3 separate regions of the Mus musculus genome follow, and all the other regions are linked to region 1. A link is a contact called in public promoter capture Hi-C data. All regions are on one chromosome and are shown on one strand. The core of a region is the stretch at or near the end of the contact, and the rest is flanking DNA. Distances in the headings are between cores, read along the strand shown. Region 1 holds the start of Fbxw9 (F-box and WD-40 domain protein 9). Region 2 holds the start of Ptger1 (prostaglandin E receptor 1 (subtype EP1)). Region 3 holds the start of Il27ra (interleukin 27 receptor, alpha).

The links. Promoter capture Hi-C pulls out the DNA fragments that hold promoters and counts their contacts.
Region 2: a contact with region 1 is called in a promoter capture Hi-C map of liver, with 2.1 times the contacts expected there. The contact joins the promoter of Ptger1 here to the promoter of Fbxw9 in region 1. A contact is called at or near these places in 1 of 39 promoter capture datasets (liver) and 1 of 9 other capture datasets (adipose tissue).
Region 3: a promoter capture Hi-C map of pre-B cells shows a contact between it and region 1, with 2.3 times the contacts expected there. The contact joins the promoter of Il27ra here to the promoter of Fbxw9 in region 1. A contact is called at or near these places in 2 of 39 promoter capture datasets (hematopoietic stem and progenitor cells and pre-B cells).

The regions. Positions count from the first base shown.
Region 1 is chr8:85,058,751-85,061,648 of GRCm38.p6, reverse strand. Fbxw9 (F-box and WD-40 domain protein 9) reads right to left here and starts at 1,530. Exons shown (of 10, transcript NM_026791.2): 1 at 1,113-1,530. The coding sequence starts at 1,521. It overlaps A230103J11Rik (RIKEN cDNA A230103J11 gene), which reads left to right and starts at 1,189. Exons shown (of 4, transcript NR_110582.1): 1 at 1,189-1,242.
Region 2 is chr8:83,665,265-83,668,162 of GRCm38.p6, reverse strand. Ptger1 (prostaglandin E receptor 1 (subtype EP1)) reads right to left here and starts at 1,519. Exons shown (of 3, transcript NM_013641.3): 1 at 1,247-1,519; 2 at 1-284. The coding sequence starts at 267. It also overlaps a transcript of Pkn1 not described here.
Region 3 is chr8:84,041,125-84,044,022 of GRCm38.p6, reverse strand. Il27ra (interleukin 27 receptor, alpha) reads left to right here and starts at 1,448. Exons shown (of 14, transcript NM_016671.3): 1 at 1,448-1,573; 2 at 1,819-1,936. The coding sequence starts at 1,489. Rln3 (relaxin 3) reads left to right here. Exons shown (of 2, transcript NM_173184.1): 2 at 692-956. The coding sequence ends at 930.

The sequences.
Region 1 (2,898 bases), core at 281-2,780:
ACTCTTCTGGGTTTAGATCCAGGGACACAGTGGTTAAAACTTCTAACTACCCAAGCAGTGGTGGCGCACGCCTTTAGTCCCAGCACTTGGGAGGCAGAGACAGGCGGAGTTCTGAGTTTGAGGCCAGCCTGGTCTACAGAGTGAGTTCCAGGACAGCCAGGGCTACACAGAGAAACCCTGTCTCAAAAAACAAAAAATTAAAAATTAAAAAAAAATCCTTCTAACTATAAACCAGGAAGCCACATCAAGACACAGAAGCCAAGGGGTGGGAAATATGGCTCGGCAGTAGAGAACTTACCTAAGTTATCCCTAGTCGCTCTTCCTGCCCCCTCCCAAGTCAGAATCTAAACCTCAGGTCAGCCATTCAATGGTCTGGAGGAGGTCCAAGCACCTGTTTTATCAAAGCTGTTTGTAAATCTGACTCGGGGTTGGAGGGCAACTCCCTAATGCAGAAGAATCAAACTCTTCCAGATTAGAGGAATCAAGAGCCTGAGAACCTAGCAATATCAGAACCAGGAACATGTCCGAGACATGCTGAGGATGGGACACGTCATAAAGCATTTACCTAGCATAGCCAAAGCCCTGAGTTCTGTCCTTAAAAGCAACAGCAAAAACTCAAAATCATCGATTTCAAGTTGTCTCTTCCTCCAGAAACCAATGACCTCAAGGGCAGAAGGAACAACACAGCTCTGCAAAGATGACAAGGCTAGCCCAAACACTTGTAAGGCTAAGGAGCTACATGAGAACCTGCCCCAAAATAATAAAATAAAATAGAAAAGGTGACAGGCTAGACCTAGAACTGAAAGATTACTGGTATTAATGATCCCAATCGGGAGTCTAGAAATTCAGAACCTCTTAACGAATCCTGGATCAACACTCCATGGGTCAAAGGCTTTGTTATGCTAGTTGCTGCTTGTGCCTCAAGTTGTTTCCAAAGCTTGGGAATTCTTGGGCTAGGGCCTTTGTGCTAACAAAGCGCAAACCCGGAAATCTTTGGATTTTAAGTTTAGAAATCCCAGGTCCAGAGCACTTCCTGAGGAAACCAAGTGGCCTTGTGGTCGACAAGGATTAGGCAGCACCCCAAAATTCCTGTCTCCCAAGGATGTGCATACCTTCCACCACTGGGTAGGGTGCGCGTACGCGGCGCTGAGCGCGTAGCCTCCAGGTGACACGATCACGCACGAGGTCGTGCAACGCTTGGCACACGCACGGCAGGACTTGAAGCACGACTCGCGCATCCAGGTAGGCACAGATCTCCAGCAGCAGCTCCGGGGGAAGGCTCAAGAGGCCCGGTAGGCGCACGGCCGGGACTTTGGAGGCGGCCTTTCGCTCCGGCACGCCTAGGGACGCGGAGAACATGGACTGCAGTGACGAGCGCCGCGGGGTCAGGCCAAGCTTGGGAGGGGTAAGCACACGGGCTACGTAGGCCTCAGCTTGAGTGTCAGGGTCGGGATCTGGCTCGGGGTCAGATTCCTCCTCACAAGAGCGAGGATCCCCACTCCGCCCTGAGGAAAGATCCATGGCGCCCGGGTGGGCGCGGCTGTACAGGTTTAGCCAGAGCCGCGTCTTGTTTCCTAGGCAGCGCGAGATCACTTCCGGCGCCCATTAGATGACGTCAGAGACTAACACCTGCCAGATATTGCTTGGAAATCAGACGTCTAGTCCTGTGCGGGTGTGAATGGTTTTTTTTTTTTTTTTTTTTTTTTGGTTTTTCGAGACAGGGTTTCTCTGTATAGCCCTGGCTGTCCTGGAATTCACTTTGTAGGCCAGGCTGGCCTCGAACTCAGAAATCCACCTGCCTCTGCCTCCCGAGTGCTGGGATTAAAGGCGTGCACCACCACGCCCGGCGTTTATCTTTTATTTCTACTCCTTTTTTTTTTTTTTTTTTAAGGCAGGGTTTCTCTGTATAGCCCTGGCTGTCTTGGAACTCACTTTGTAGACCAGGCTGGCCTCGAACTCAGAAATCCACCTGCCTCTGCCTCCCGAGTACTGGGATTAAAGGCATGTGCCACCACCACCCAGCTAAATAATTCTTAAAAAAAAAAAATGGTCACTGGGTCCTCAACCCGGGCAGTGGGCACGCCTTTAATCCGGCTTCTACTCTTATATTTGGAATCCCCTGAAGCTAGGTTTACAGGTCGGCAATCACCTCTTGTGGATGCTAGAAACCCAATTTTCATCTTCTCCAAGACCAACTGCTTTGTTTTAGACAAGTAATCCAGGATGGCCTCTAATTCGGTGGGTGACCTGCCTCTGCTCTCTCTGTTGAAATGAAAGGCACCTATCTCGCTCACTTAAAGTGCTCTTAAGCCATGGGCCATCGACCGTTTCAGCCCTGGAGTTTATGCTTTGTACGCATTTGGAGGCCTGAGGTTGAGATGGTTGGAGGCCTTCTTCAATCTCCATCTTAGTTTATTGTCCTAAATTTTGTGTGTGCTCCCGTGCACCACAGGTCACATGTATCAGAGCAACTCTGTGGAGTCACTTCTCCATCACCTTTACATAGGTTCTGGAATCAAATTAAGGTAAACAGGCAGCAAACATCTTTATGTGCTGAGCCAACTCTCACAGCAGGCATCTTATATCTTGAAACAGCTATTGACTAATGACTTTTAGCTAGACTGGCTGGCCAGCCAGTGAGCCTCAGGAAGCCTTCTGTCTCTGTTCACCAGGAGTTGCTCTCCTGTGCCCAACACTGATGTGGGCAATCCTAATTTAGGTCTTCAACTTTGCATGGCTTCAACAGTTAAGCTCCACGCCTAAGTTTATTTTGGGGTCAAATGACCATTGTCTAGGAACTCTGATTCAATTTCAAATAGGTCAGGCAAAACTGTGGGCAATAAATGGTTAAGGACTAAAGGTAGTAGGCCAGGATAATTTCACATAGACGAGTCACAG
Region 2 (2,898 bases), core at 270-2,769, 1.4 Mb after region 1:
GCCTGCTAGGTCGATGGCAAGCAGGCTGGCGACGAACAACAGGAAGGTGGCAGCCGAGCGGCGCCGCCGCATTCGGCCTGCAACCTGGGCCAGCAGCGCCAGCGCCAGCACGTTGGACACAGCACCCAGCGTCATGGAGAAGATAGGCAGCGCTGGTGATGTGCCATTATCGCCTGTTGGCAGCACCACAGATGTATTGGGGAGCCTGGGTGTTGCGCACGTTGCTGCCTCATCCGCTAGGCTCAGGTTAAGCCCGCAGGGGCTCATATCAGTGGCCAAGAGGGCTGCGTAGATAAGAAGAGGGCACAGTGAGGTAGGGTCCCAACCTTCTGTGCCCAGGGCACCGCCACATGACCCTAGCTGCTCCATTTCAGATCCTATTCACCTGTCACTGGCCCCATCTCGTGTCTGGCTTCATTCTGCCCTCGTATCTGCTGGGGGTCTTGACTGACCTGGCACGGGTCCCGGGTATCTAGTCTCATCTCCACCCCACCCCCACCTCCACGTTTCCACCCCATCAGTTTCCTGGTCCATGATCCCATGGGATAGACCCTTGCCCATTTCTGATCCCAATTTCCACTTTCGTGTCTGCCTGCCCATCTCTCCGTTTTCAGAAGTCTCCTTGGCTTGCCCTGGAACTGGCCAGGCTAACCTTAAATTCAAAAGATCCACCTGCCTATGCCTCCTGTGTCTTGGGATTAAAGGCTCACACCACAACTAGCTTTGGTCACCTTTTAACTCTGTCCTTGATGTCCCTGTTCCAACAACGCCACCACTTATAGTTCATCTCTTCCAATGGCCGTGTGCCTGTCTCCAGAGACTGATCCAATCTGCAGTTAGATCTCTTCCCCAAACAACCCATCTCTACACCTATAGACCCGTTCTTGTGCCCCAAGGCCTCTATGCCACATCTCTGGTCTCCGTGGTCCTCTCTGTCCCCACAGACCCCTGCTACCCCGAACCCATCTCTGAACTCTATGGTGCTCTCAGATCCCATGGGCCCAGCTCTTTTCCAGAATCCCATCTCTGTTGCCCTCTCTTGTCTCCATGGCAATCTCTCACCAGTCTGGCATTGCCTCATTCAGATGCCCATCCCATACCCCTATTTGAACCGCCCCCGGCTTGCCCATTCTCTAGTTGAGAGGAGATGGACAGCCTAGGACTGAGAGCCATTAAACAGCAAGAGAGCAGGAGGGCTATAGCTAGCCTTCTTTGGCTTGCTATCCTCAATGTCCCAGCTTCTTACCCAGTGCTGCTCAGGATGCAGGGTCCCCATGGCCTGGAACTTGGCTCCTGCTGCCTGCTCCAGCTACTCCCTGGCTCCCGGCAGGCCGCTCCCTCTTCCTGGGGCGGCTCCTCGGCTCCGTGCCGCCTCCACCCGCACTTCACTGGCCTCCAGGGGCTGCTCCACCCCATGCATGTCTGCTCTCTGGGGCTGGGAGCCTTGAGTGGGCAAAACTGCTGGCAACAGTCAGGGCAACTGGGCCCAGCTCCTTCCCGCCAAGGACTGAGGTTCTCTGAATTGGTTTGGTCTCTGTGACCCCCCTCCTCTCAGCGGGGCAGGAGCAAACCCCCACACCCTCACCCGGGCCTCTTGCCCGCCTCATTAATAAAGTGGATAAAATCTAAACACTGGAAAATGTGAGCATCGCCTGGGGCAGGCTGGAAGGGCTATGAGTTCCCGTGGGGGGCGGGGGGGGGCAGGAGAGTGAGTGTGTGTGTGGAGGAGTGTTGTCCTCATTGGACTTGAGGGGTTGGGAGTTGCCTGGGTGTGATGGGAGCTAGCAATGCCTCCTACCCTTGCCTTTATGGTTGTCACAGTTGGGCAGAGGTGGGCAGCCTAGACCAGGGCAACAGGGAGTCATCCTAGGTGAAGAGAGGTGGCTAAATGACTCAGGGGAGCCAGGCTATCATCTGTATCCTGCCTTATGGGGAGGTAGGCAATTCATAGGGCACCCTGCATCCATAGCTATGTCTCACCTTCTGTCTTGAAAAGGGGCACACATGCAGCCACTGTCAGCTTAGTCATAATGGGGAGTAAACACTGGATAGCACTCACCATTGCTGACTGTAACATCTATCCCCCCTCCCCCATATGAAACTGATGCTTACCTCAGCACTGGGTGTAAATCTCACTGTCACTGTAAGTCTGTTCCCAGCCCCAGAGCACACCTCCTGATGTAGTCTCCCTTAAACCAATGCCCATGGACCCCGAGAACTTGTCCTGAGACACATAATCACATCTCTAAGGCCTGTTTATCCTGAATCCCCCCCCCCAAAAAAAAGAAAGAATACACCAGAGACCCATGCACACACTGAACACAGCTCCCTGAAACTCACTGCACCCAAGGCTTACCCACAATAATCACAGCTCTGGTTCAACCTGGCTACCAACCACCCACTACACATGGTCCCAGCTGCTCCCAGCAGACATGCGAGACCCCAGTATAGGACCTGGGCTACAATTCAGTGACAGAGCACATCCTTAGCATGTATGAAGCCCTGGGTTCTACTATCAGTACTGAAAATGGGCTTGTGATCAGGGATAGCAAGTAGCCATCTGCAGGGCTTCTGTCCTATATCCAGGATACCCATCTCCTGCCTGGTACCAGGGAACCAGTACCACTCAGCCTTCCTGCAGCATCTCTGCTGGGCTTACCCCAAACATTCCTATGGTTGCTGGAGAGAGACCTCTGGCCTGGTTCCCCTTGTTCCAATTGCCTCCCCTCTCCCCAAGTCTGGCCAGGGTCCCACCCCACCCTTTCCTTGATCTCCTTAAATCCTAGGATGAAATGGACTGTCAAAACAAGCTTGGCAGGTTTACATCTCTGTGAAGCACTGTGCCATGGATGCCTGTCCCCTGAGTACAACTAGGGTAACAGGGCAACAGGCCTTGCT
Region 3 (2,898 bases), core at 199-2,698, 1.0 Mb after region 1:
GAGGAGGAGGAAGAAGATGATGATGAAAGAGAGATGTGTGGGTGGTGAATGATGGACAGACAGATGGATGCATGCGCAGGTTAGGAGTGTGCCTGCCTCAAAACAGTAGCTCTATGGCTAAATGGCTGTGTCCTCACACAAGCCTGATGAGGAGCCAGGGTCCCAATTAGTGAATAGTAAGTAGGTGGCAACAGCAGCAAACTCAGTAGCTGTCACTGAGAGGCTGGAAGAAGTGAATTCGGTAAAGCAAACAAGACGGTCAATAAATGATCAGTGTTCACTTGAGTGCTCCTCATGTATCCCATAGTATTGTGCTTTTGCGGGCATCCAGTCTGATACTCCTGACAAAGCCAAAAAAAAAAAAAGTAGAAGTTATTATTATCTCCCCTCCCCCTCCCCTGCTTTGTGGAAAAGAAAACTGAGCCTAGGAGGGAGACGGAAGTAATGTCATTTACTATTCTGATTTAGGGAGCCTAGCTCCCAAATGCATATTTTCATCTACGCCGTCCACATTAAATAAAGAATCGCATGAACTCAGTGACAGGAAAGTCCAGCTTAGCACTGAAACTGACAACAGAGCCAGCATTTGAACCCTCGAGGGGATGAAATCAAACTCAGAACCGCAACCTTGATCCTCCAGACTGGAGATGTAAGTGGGCTAAGCCCTGATTCTTCCTCTTTGCTTTTGCAGGGGACTTCTTCGCTGATGGAGAAGCCAATACAGACCACCTGGCCAGCGAGCTGGATGAAGCGGTGGGCTCCAGCGAGTGGCTGGCCCTAACCAAATCCCCCCAGGCTTTCTACGGTGGTCGAGCCAGCTGGCAAGGGTCACCTGGAGTGGTTCGGGGCAGCAGAGATGTGTTGGCTGGCCTTTCCAGCAGTTGCTGCGAGTGGGGCTGTAGCAAGAGCCAAATTAGCAGCTTGTGCTAGGATCAGGGTTGAGCAATGGAGAAGCGGGCCGTGCCTGCAAGCTGCTGTCAGCTGTGCGATGTTCAAGAGCATTCCTACAGGCGAGGCACCAAGGGGTCCACTGTCTCCTTACAGACCCTCTGCCAAGATGCATACACTACTTGCCAACCTTTCCCCACCTTGCTGCCGGCCCCTCCTCTATCCAGCCAAACAGAAACTTGTTTTTCATGGCTGAGTTCTTCCGTGCCACAACCTCACCCCCAGCAGCCCAGCAGCAACCAGATGCCCATCTTCTTAAACTGGCTACACTAGAGTCTGCCCCACCTCCACCCTCAGTCCGGCCCTAATTGTCGCCACTGTCCCTGGCTAACCTCCCCCCCACCCCAAAACAGAGCCCCTGGTCCTCAGTACTCAGACTTCCTCACCACATAAAATAAAGGTTCAGTTCTGAGCATTTGCACGCGTGCGTATCATTGCTGGGGGTGGGCGGATTTGGGGACTTCCCGCCAGGGGCGGGGTGGCTTCCTTCCCGCAGGCTGTAAGCCCCAAGCCTGGTGGTGTCACTTGTCCCTGGGAGCCATGAACCGGCTCCGGGTTGCACGCCTCACGCCGTTGGAGCTTCTGCTGTCGCTGATGTCGCTGCTGCTCGGGACGCGGCCCCACGGTGAGCAGCTTCGTGAGTGGCTGGCTCGGGGTCACAGTTGTAGGGCATCGGGAACTGGGCGACAACAGGATGTAGCAGGTCGGAAAGGGGCCCGGGACTCCCTCTGCGCCATCCCAGCACGTGCCAGGCCCTGCGCTCCGGTACTGCACTACCACTGTACCAGAGGATGGACGCATCCACAGTCCAGCAAGTTCAGGCCCCGGGGAACTTGACCACGGTCCTCTCGGCTCTCTGCGCCCCTGCAGGCAGTCCAGGTCCACTGCAGTGCTACAGCGTCGGTCCCCTGGGAATCCTGAACTGCTCCTGGGAACCTTTGGGCGACCTGGAGACTCCACCTGTGCTGTATCACCAGAGTCAGAAATAGTGAGTACCCTGGAGTGGTCTAGGGGAAACTGAGGACGGAAAGTGGTCACTCAGATTTCAAGCGAATTTTGTTAAGAGGATCACCGCCCGCCCCTCAGTCCGGCTACTGAGAATTCGGTCCACACTCTCACAACCCTCAGGCTAGCCCACTCATTCCCTTATGGCATAACTCAGGTCTGACCACTTTCCCTCTCTCAACCCCCACCCCCACCCCCACAGTAATGACGGCACAGGCCTGCCATGATTGATTCTGCCCATCAGCACGGTAGGCACATGGCAAAGAAAAACTGCTGAGCACTAGAAAGCAGGTTAATATCGTTGTTGTACGACATCGGGCAGGTAACTTGAATTTCTGAGTTCACTCTAAGCAGCATGGTGACACACACCTGCAAACACAGCTCTTGGAAGATGGAGGCAAGAAAATCAGGAGTTCAAGAGCGACCTCAGCTTCACAACAAGTTTGAGATCAGCGTGGGCTGTAAGAAACTGTCTCAAAAAAAAAAAAAAGTCAGTGTAGCGCTTGTAATCACAACAACAATAGCTGGTTCTGGTATGGTTTGGGGTTCAGGGTCCAGGGGAGAGTGTATCTGGAAACTTCATTTCAATTGCGCTAAGTAAAGGACAAAGAAAAAGCACCTTGGGAGGAGCCCCGGGGAACAGCATGTTTTCTGAGACAGGGTCTTACCCTGTGAAGCTGGCCTCTAACAATCCTGCTTTCGTCTCCTGTGTGCTGGGATGACAGCTGTGAACTGTCGGGTGTAAACTGTCAGTCACCCGGCCCACTGTTGAGTTCTTTCAGAAAGTAGGTGTACTGCATACATTTTAAAGAAGAACAGAGAGGTTAAGTCACTCTCCTCAGGTCACGGTGTTGACTTAAGAGCAAGGGATTCAGACCCCAAGCAGAGCAGGGTGAGGCATGAAGTTGGTGCAGGGCTGGAAGCTTAGCCTGGGGCTTAGGCTGT